2 separate regions of the Astyanax mexicanus genome follow, and region 1 is linked to region 2. The links are chromatin contacts, called in public Hi-C maps. All regions are on one chromosome and are shown on one strand. The core of a region is the stretch at or near the end of the contact, and the rest is flanking DNA. Distances in the headings are between cores, read along the strand shown. Region 1 holds the start of shc1 (SHC (Src homology 2 domain containing) transforming protein 1). Region 2 overlaps shc1 (SHC (Src homology 2 domain containing) transforming protein 1).

Evidence for each region. Hi-C and Micro-C count contacts between places; a contact is called where the count stands out from the background.
Region 1: a Hi-C map of muscle shows a contact between it and region 2, with 2.3 times the contacts expected there. The contact joins the promoter of shc1 here to the enhancer-like site in region 2. A contact is called at or near these places in 2 of 3 Hi-C or Micro-C datasets (both in muscle).

Annotation. Positions count from the first base shown.
Region 1 is chr6:2,346,230-2,351,266 of AstMex3_surface, reverse strand. shc1 (SHC (Src homology 2 domain containing) transforming protein 1) reads left to right here and starts at 3,572. Exons shown (of 13, transcript XM_022674208.2): 1 at 3,572-3,792. flad1 (flavin adenine dinucleotide synthetase 1) reads right to left here and starts at 2,158. Exons shown (of 8, transcript XM_022674211.2): 1 at 2,037-2,158; 2 at 190-378. The coding sequence starts at 348.
Region 2 is chr6:2,308,145-2,313,334 of AstMex3_surface, reverse strand. shc1 (SHC (Src homology 2 domain containing) transforming protein 1) reads left to right here. Exons shown (of 13, transcript XM_022674208.2): 2 at 3,820-3,984. The coding sequence starts at 3,823. Among protein-coding and RNA genes, the nearest start is that of LOC107197790, 22 kb to the right of the region's middle. Within about 2 kb of position 3,839, the one cell type or tissue checked has an H3K27ac peak away from gene starts, as active enhancers do.

The DNA of each region.
Region 1 (5,037 bases), core at 2,323-4,822, 38 kb before region 2:
ATAGTTTTTGGTCGAATTGATAAAAAAAAAAAAGATTTATTATTTTAAAGGTTTCACAAATTTCAAGCTCCACTCTACACAATTTATACATATTACATAGTAGTACACCACTGCAGTACAGTCATGATTCCCTGTAGGAAATGATAAATCACTGATGACACAGCCTACTGGTGTCTGCCTCCTCCTCACCTTGAGGATCTCATCGCCGATGATGAGGATAGCGGCCGTGACGCCGCCTCCGTCCTCCGCTGCTGAGGAGCCACCGTTTCGGGCCATGCTGGTGATGTGAGCTCCCACACGCCGAATCCTCCCCACTGCTCTGTTCAGCCGAGGCAAAGCCTGGAGCATTCAGCCCGGGAGCGAGGGGCTCAGGAGGGGCTGAGGGACACGGAGAGGATCTAAGGGGGACGGGAGAACATGACTAGTTACTGTTACTTTAATGTCCTGCACTGAAAAGATGAAGAAGTGCAGCCGGGATCTTCAGTTTCTGGTCTGAGTCCAGCACTGATATCTACACACTCACAAACACACCAGTTTAAAGGAGAACTCTGGTGTAAAATGGGCTTTTGTTGTAGTAAAACATGATAAAAAGTTCTTATCTTTGATGAATAGCACACCTCCGTTCTCCCACAGCGTTCTGAGATCCAGATATTTTAACAGTTTCTCCAAACACCCTTCAGACTTGGTGACACGGGGCACAATTTACCCTGATAAATCACTTTTTACACCGTTATCCAGCTCAAAGTAGCTCCACACCTCCTTAGTAGAAACTGGAGAGCCCTAACATTTAAAACGAATCCTATTTTTTTTTATCATGTTTTACTACACCAAAAAAGTCCACCTTACACCAGAGTTTTCTGATATTTTAACTAAATATTTGGATATTTGATGAAAATAATCCCAAGTTCTGAGTAAAACTAAGCTAAGTACACTGCCTGACCATAAACAAGGTCACCACCTGAATTGCCCAAGGGGAGCGTGGTCCACCTGAAGTTTTTTAAAGGGAAAATAAACTTTTAGTTTTTAGCTGTTTTCACCCTCTAAAACTGGTTATTGGGACCCAAAAGTCAGTCACAGAAACGTTCTGGGTGGGTCGCAGACAACTTGTAAAAAAGAAATACATTAACAAATTATATAATAATAAAATAAAAATAATTATTGCTCTGATTTTCTACTCGTCTTTTGTATGGAGAAGTAAAATATATCTCATTTTGTGGCCTTATTTATTTTGTGCAGTTTTGATATTAAATTTTATTGTAGTGACTTTTAGGGTCTTAGATTCACTTCGAATGCATGAGTATGTTTAAATAAGTTTTTGAAGGCGATTTGTAAAAAATAAATTTGTTTGGTTTGTATTCTATAAGAGTGGGTCTCCGGCTAAGACCAGATGACAACTGATGCAGGGAGTAGCTTCTCATTTGTTTAAAACTACAATGTGAGAAGACACCATAATCCTGATTTCTTGGAAAAATGTTAATCTGTTTTAGAAGGGTAAAATTATCTGCTGAAACTACCAAAAACAGAAAGAAGTTAAAAAGTGAGGGAAACATTATCTTTAAAGAAGGAATAAGATGAAAAAAACAACTATGTTCCAATTTGACAGACAAGTCTGTCATTTATCTCAATAAAATACATGTTTACAGTTAGTAATTGTGTAGTAGTGTGGTAGTAATGTGACAAAATGAATAAAAAAGGTCAAGGTGTATGAATACTTTTGCAAGCCACTGTATAGATTCTTGTCTTACCTTCTTAGCTGGTATTTAAAGCCCAGTGAGTGCTGTTGGGTCCAACTGCAACTGTTATTCCGATACAAATCAGTATAATAATCAGAATTAAGTTGTTTACAATTATAATAAATGCTATAATAATAAATATATAATGCTATATATAATAAATGAGCTAGCTGAATTAACCTAGCTTTACTTTACAGGTTTACCACTTTAACCAGCTCTTATTGAACACAGTTCTCTAATTTAAGGATCTGAATGCTTTCTCTGACTCTGAGAAAAATAACATGAGCATTTTAACTTATTTACAGCGTTAAAATATCAGATTAATGTTGCCTGAATTCTCTTAACTGAAGGAATATCGCTGAAGTTCGTCCTCCGCTCAGTCACCCAGCAAAACAAACCACCGGCTGAAGTTCGAGTGAGGTAACATGACTGACACACACGCTACCCAATCAGAATCAGACACGGCCGGACGCGGCGTGACGTTTACATTTAATACACCAATCAGATTAAAGAAGGGGGGGCATACTAGAACCAAAGCGGAAGTGCAGTCCCATATGCAGCCTCGAAGCCTTCACGTGTTTTCTGGGGATGTTCCATTTCCCTTCCTGCTCCCTTCCTCCCTCGCGCTGCTCACTAGACACTTTTACCAGCATAGGCTAAAACTAGCAGCCTGTTACTAATCCTCAGTATAGTTAATAAAGTAAATAAAAAGGTTGTGTTCAGATAAATGAATATTAATGAATATCTTACTGTTTTTTCTTAATTGTTCGTTATTAAATTCTTAAGTCTTATTGTTAATTTATATTTTTATTGTATTGTACTATTTCTATATGGGTTCTATTTGGGTTATGCTGATTTTTTTATGTTGATGTAATGCAACTTATAATGTCCTGAAAATGCTGTATTATATTATTATAGTAGATATTATAGTAATATAGTAGATATTATTATGCTAATAATATTAATAAGACATATATTATTGTTATTCTAAACAATAAAATGTATTATTACTATTATTCCTATAAACAAATGTATGATTACTCAATGTATTCTTTTTGTTACTTTTTAATAAAGAAGTAAAAAGGAAAAGCTAAGAAAATCACATAGATTGGCTAATAATATGAACAACACATGTATTGTTGTTATTCTAAACAATAAAATGTATTATTATTATTATTATTAAATAAATTGACAAAACAACAAAAGAAAAATAAAGAAACGTTGGCTAATATTACTAACAAGAAATTAAAGATTTTTTAATTAGGAAAAAGCTAAGAAATTTGTAAAGATTAGCTGCTAAAATTAATAACAAATGTATTATTGCAAATAACAATAAGAGCCACAACAGTATCCAGTATAAGAATGGACAAAAAAATAAATGTACAAAATGAAATAAAAAAAGACCCAACACTGAATTTAGTGTTTCTCTTTTTTCTTTCTTACTTCTTCTTACTTTCCCATCCACTCCTTTATTTTATCTTCCCTTACTTTTCCTTCTTTTCTTTTTTCTGATCTTTTTTTTATTATTTAAATAATTTTATTTATTATTATTATTATTATTATTATTATTATTATTATTATTATTATTATTATTATTATTATTATTAATCTCTGTAAAACAAGAATTCCAATATGATATCTCTCGTTGCATCATTATTATTATTATTATTATTTATTTTTTTGTTATAAAATACTTTAATAATATGTTTATTAGAACTATTTTTACTTCTAAATCCTGCAATACTCGATACTGGAGAAGATCGCAGATCCGCGTGACGCGAGGCGGAAGAGCGAGGAAAGGAGGAGGAGAGTGGAAGAGAGTGAAAGAGGGAGGGAGGGAGAGAGGGAGTGAAAAAAGAGAAAATAGAGAAGAGAGGAAAGTTTTCTCCGCCGTTTCCCGAAAGAAGTAGAGAGAGAGAGCAGGCTGGAGAGAGTGAGCTGAGGAGTGAGAGAGTGATTTAGAGGAAGTTTGAGGTTTATTTTTATTATTATTATTATTTTAATAGAGAAACAGAGAGAAGAGGAGGACAGAGAGGACCGGAGGGGCCGAGAGGAATAGGTGAGTCTGTGTCTGAAGTTGAGTTAACTCCGCTGGGAGGTGGGTTCGGGGTTGTTTCAGTGGTTGAAGGTTTGGAAATGCTGAAAATGAAAGTGTTGAGTAACTTTTAGGGCTTGTTTTAGAAGTTAGCTCGAGTTTGAGAGCTTCAAGTTGCGAATTCGTCCGTTCCACCTTAAATAGAGCAGCAGTTCCATTCGTGCGCCTGAGGCATTTAAGGTGGAACGGACAAGTTGATGAAGCAGCTAACTTTTTAAGCCTCGTGTTTGGTTGTAAATAGAGTCAGGCCACTTGTTATATAGATTAACACGTTTTAAAAGAAATTGCGTTTATTTTATTAACTGTTTCCAACTATAACTAACGCTGTGAATATTTTTTTCCTCACATAAGATAGTTAGCTAGCTAGCTAGCTACAGTTTAAACCTGGTAGCTAACTTAACTTACCTGTGTAAAAACTATCTATGCTAACAGGCTAACTAACTAAACCTTAGTCTTCTGGTTGGAGGTAGAGGTGGGTGATTTTGGTAAAAATATTATCGAAATATCACGATATTTAGCTAAAAATCTTTTTACGATACACAGTATTTTTCGTTAAAAAAACTATTTCATACAAACTAACTTCATTTTTGGTCAAATTAATCAGAACTAACTAATGGGATCTAATTATATATCTCGTACTCATTATAAATCTCTATAATGGTAAGTTATATAAAGTAAAAAGTTGGTTTGTGTTTATTATCTGCTAAGGATACATTTACGTTACATTTATGGCATTTATCTGACACTCTTATCCAGAGCGGCAAACAAGGTTAGTCCTTGTAGTCATTTTAAAACTAATTACATTTAATTTATTTAATATTTACAACTATAACTAACGCTATGAGGTATTTTTTTTCCTCACATAAGCTAGCTAGTTAGCTAGCTAGCTAACTACATTTTGAACCTGGTGGCTAACTTGCCTGTGTAAAAACTATCTGAGCTAACAAGCTAACTAACCAAGCAATAGTCTTCTGGTGGGCGATTTGGTAAAAATATTATCGAAATATTGCGATATTTAACTAAAAACCTTTTTACGATACACAGTTTTTATCATTAGAAAAACTATCCCATACATACGAACTACATTTGTGGTCAAATGAATCAGAACTAACTAATGGGATCCAGTTATATATCATGTATCCTAATGTGTTATATCCTATTATAAATCTCTATAGTGGAATATAAAATAAGAAGTTGGTCTGTGTTCAT
Region 2 (5,190 bases), core at 2,590-5,089:
TTACGTCTTTCGTGTAATTCTGGAAAAGTTTTTCACTTGCATACTTTCTACAGACACTTGTTACCTCTTATTTTCCAGCGTCCTACACTGGGATTGACAGTACATCGTGTCTACAGTCAAATGGCAGCGGCTCATTCGTTCAATCCTGGAACAGACTGTCCTATTCCAACAGGGATTCTGCCATACTCTTGACGAACAGGTGCTACATCTGAGCTGCCTTGGTTTGACTCCATCCGAGGCTCGGTTCGCTGTACTGTTACTAAATAAATGTTCTTTGTAAAGTTCTCGTTGGGTTTTCTACTCCCTTTGCACTGTTTCTTCCCGAACACTGTGCTCCACGTGTGCCATGAAGCGTTGGTCACAACACCGAGAGCTTGTTTGTTGCAAACGTTGGATTGCAAACAAACATTTGAATGCAGTTTGATTGCAAATGCACCTGTCCTTTTTTTCCTGAGTGGATAGTGTGGATGGTGTACGTGCAAGTGCGGTACAGCTCGCACAGTAGAACTACGCCAGTGATTCATACTCTGTGCCATGTCCTTGTAACCACTGGTGCATTTGACCTATTGCACTTACCGGACCTCTTTGGAGCTGCACTGAAAAGACACTACTACTTATATCGCAGCTGTTAAACTTTTACACTTTAACATAGCAGCGTTGGGAAACCTTTGTCTTGGAGCAAAGCTCCCAGCAAGGATCTTATTAGAGTAAGTAAGTAAGGAGTCCTGCAGTGGCCGTGATTGCCAATCTGACTGCTCGTCACGTCTTTTAGGACTTTGCTAATGGGTTTTGCTCTACCCGACTATAGCAATTGGTGCTGTTTAGAACAATCTGATTAACATCTCGTCAGTTTATCTGATGATTAAAGCAGCTGCTCACACGTCTACGCTGACGGAAGACAAATATGCAGCGGAAGCCTCTGAGGATGAGAGCCTAATGAGCGAGGCTAGACTACTGCCAGCAGTAGCTCGGGCTGAGAAGTGTGCATACTGTTAGAACAGAAAGTGCTTTGGAGATTAAGGTAACAGATGTAGTGGGATTAGATTGCGATGAATTCTTGTGCTAAGACTGTTCTGCTCGAGTCCGTTCCAGACTGTTTAGAAGCGTCAGCTTTTAAAGACTGTCGCTTTTCTGGCTTGAAGCTTTGTTAGGACTCGAGGACTCAAGGACTTGAGGACCCGGCTAGGTCAAGCTGCTTTCAGGGTAGCTTTTCTCTCAGGAAACAGATTTCATATGATGGTACTATTCCGCAGCTCCTAGGTGTCACTTAAGGTAATGAGGGAGTGATTGATTTTCCAGTCAGCCTCTAATGAGCCCCTCTTCTCCGAGATCTCTGAGGGCGGAACGTCAGACAGAGCCAATCAGGTCTCATTATCATTAGGCTGACAAGCTGGTGTTTGTCATTCTCGGGGGAACTCCGCCTTTATAGGGGTTGGCGGTTTATCACTCTGAAACATTATTATCGCACATGACACTACTGAACACTACTGGACATGGTTCTCATTGTACACAGTTATTTCTGGACCTCTCTTCTTCACCTAAAGCCAACTGCGAGAGGTTCCACTAATGGTGCTCAACATTATCTTTTATAGAGGCAAATATTCGCCTTGTTTCTAGAACAGACACAGAACAGAAACAGAAGTTTCAGGGCTTAATTTTCTTTATTCTTTTGTATTCTGTATTCTACTCTTTCTATATATGGGCATGCATTTCTTTTAATGATCTACCTATACATCTTAGAGTTCAGACCGTACGAACCGTACACCTTTTTTTAAACGAGGAGGAAGAACGGACAAAAAGGCAGCCTGGAGAACGGGAGAGAAGACGTGGGAGGGGGAGCGGGGGAGAGAGAGATCGTCTGGAAGAAGAGAGCGAGCGTGATTGAGAGAGAACGAGAGAGGGAGAGGGAGAGAGAGCGGGAGGAGGAGGAACTCAGGAACAGGGCCCAGTACACTGTGTGGAGGCTTAGGGAGGGATTCCAGGAGAGGAGGGATAGAGAAGGCGGTAGAGGCAGGGGAAGGAGTGTCGAGGGAGGGAGGGAAGCTCAGCCAGAGGTGATTTGGAAGAAGAGGGAAGAGGAGGAGGAGAAAGAGAGGGAGAGGATACAGCTGGATGACAGGGGACCCAGAATCATTTGGAGGAAGAAGGAAAGAGAGTGAAGGAGAAGAGAAAAGAAGAAGAAGGCATGGTCGCCATGCAGGAAAAGGGAAAAGTATGAGTCGAATGAGTGAGTTGAATCCAGACCGGGATTGTGACCTTCCACGGTCTTGATCTGGACCTGGACCTTTGTTTTCTTGAACTCTTAAACTCTTGATCTCGTTCAGGTTCAGTCAGAATCTGTCTGATGAGATATGAGTATGTGTAAATAGCAGTTTTAACCAGGACTAAGTTAGAAGTTTAACTCTAAAAACGATCGTCAAATGATTGATTGTCCTTGGTCTGTGTAATTCTTAAACCGTTCGGTACCTTGTTCGGTCTAATATCCTCATGTAGTGCAGCGTAGAAATAGAGCTCTGTCTTTCATTAAGTGATCAGCATTTACTGGTTCAGTTTTCTCTCTCTCTCGTCCATTCTCTCTTTTTCCTCCCTCCCTCTCCCTCTCTTCCCTCCTCCCCGTTCCGTATTGATCTGTCTGTCCGCTGGAAGCCTCTTCTCTTAGAGTCTCAGCTGCAGCTAATAGGATTTTTATGGGACTCTGTTGGACAAGAGCTGCTCGAGTGGAGCCGAGCGCACGCAAATAGAAGGAAACATGCGTCGTCCAGGCTCCAGATTTTAGAGATTTCTCAGAGTTTCATATTTCTTTCTCTCTCTCTCTCTTTCTCTATCAGTCTGTCCCATATCGTATAAGGCAAGTAATAAACACCAGGAAACAGGTACAATCAGATGACAATCACTCGTAAGATTCTTCTGTAGAGCGTATGGTGCTCTGTAGTGAGGCTAATATAAAGCTTTGAACCATCATTAATACTATGCAGGCTAAGATCTGATGCAAACAAAAAAATTGTGCACAGCTAGTAACATGCACTGTGTGACAACACTGATGTCAAAAGACTGTATGATCTGGAATTTGACAAGAGGCCCTGTCTATTCCACTTGTTTTCACTTGCGCTTTCTCTCTCTCTCTCTCTCTTTCTCTCGCTCTCACTTTTGTTTCCTCTCTCTTCCTTGACACTTTTTTTTTTTTAACTTTCCTCTGATGTTTTTGCGCCGAGCTGTCACTGCACTGTCATCTCTCCGGTTCAGCGATGAAGGAATCAGTAGACGGAGAGAACCGAAGGACTGTTACAGAGAAGAGAATGGTGGTTTTTGATATTTTTGAAAAGAGACACTTAAAGAGAGGCCTAAAGAGAACTTAAAGCACTTTCGATTCGTCTGAGCGGCGTCGCGTCTTCGTGACGGACAAGTCACAGAATGGAACTCGTACCCAAAACGAAATACGCCCCCTTCAGGAGCGACTCTTTTAGCTCCACGGACGAGACTACCTCCAATCCGTCTCTCCCTTCCTCTGCTCCTCTGACCCCTCTCACTCCTCCAGGCATCCCTTCTTCCCTCTCCTCCTCCTCTCTCGCACCCATACTTCCTCCTACTTCTTCCCCACGTGCCACCGAGAACAGCCCCACCACGCTGTGCTCCTTCTTCCCAAGGATGGGGTCCTTGCGGCTTGGGATGTCCGCCACTCTGCTGCCCAGCCTAAAGGCCACAAGTCGCCCAGAGCACGTCGCCGGGCCCTGCGAGCTGCAGGAAGCACCTGCTGCTTCCACACCTGGTGCTTCTCTTCTCTCTCTAACTGCTCCCTCTCCTCCTCCTCGCCCCACACAGGACATGAACCGGCTGGGCGGGGCATCACGAAGGGGCCGGGTGGAAGGGGGCCAGCTGGGTGGAGACGAGTGGACGCGCCACGGCTCCTTCGTCAACAAGCCCACCCGAGGATGGCTGCACTCGGACAACGTGGTCAGCAGCACCGGCGTCTCCTACACAGTCAGGGTAAGGCTTTTACTTTAACTTTAACCAAACTTCTCTTTGGTTTTTTAGAATCATCCTTCCTTCCTGCTTCACTGGGGATCATGACCTGTGGTTTCTAACCATGGTTGTAGAGTAACACCAAGAATCAGTCTTGAAAAGCATTCCCAATCCTAAATCACCTTTTCTATCTTATCAAAGATTGCGTGTGTGTTGGGATTGGGAATAGTGGAAATTGTGCTGGCTATTATTATCCATTCAAAACCTCTCTGTAAAAAATCTCTGCAATGTAACTTAGTGCAGAGCTAAAATTGGACTGGACTTGTTTGTGCTTTCATGCTAACTCTGTAGAGGAAAAACTGATATTGGGATGATCATTCCGTAGCTAGATCAGAAAATTTAAGATCGTACACTATCAGATTATCTGTGCTGTTACTCACTTTCTAAAGATGTTTGTTAATATTTGACTTAAAAATTGAAGTGGGGTAAAGTCAGAATAAAAATCAAAGTACCATATTTTTCACACTGTAAGGCACACCAGATTATATGCACCATTGTTCTACACTAGTAAGAAACAGGTGTGTCGCCATGTTTTTTTCCCTTCTAATTCACATGTAAAGCTAAGCTAAGTAAACACAACTGTAATTCTTAAAAATAAATAGATTTCCAGATTTCCAATATTGCTGTTGACAGCGCTACATTGAGGGAACCCTAAATGTGTTCCAGTAAGCCAGGGCGATATTAGCTAGCGGTTTGTCCCACATAGATTGATTTAACAGGGTAAAAATGCAGACTACAGTCTGATATACTTACCTCTTAACAGCAAAAGAGCTAGTGCTTAGTGCGGTTAGCAGGTAATGCTAATGCTAAAGCTGCTCCAGCAGTGCTAGCTGGAGTAAGCAGCAGCAGCCTACAGGCCAATAATACTCACCTCTTAACAGCGAAAGAGTTAGCGCTTAGTGGCTAATGCTAATACTACTGGAGAACTAAACTGAAACTCCTGTTTAACTCTATACTTCAGCAGAGTGGCTTTACTGCTCCTTAATACCTGACTGATAAATTCATACATAAGGAACACCAGATTATAATGCATTAAAGGTTTTATTTGATAATTCAGGAACTGTGACACAGCAGTGCTGCAGTGTCTGTGCTGGTTCACCAAATGTTGGTTGACCAAATGTTGATACAGTATTTCAGGTCCAGGTTTGTTTCCTGACCACATGATTCTTC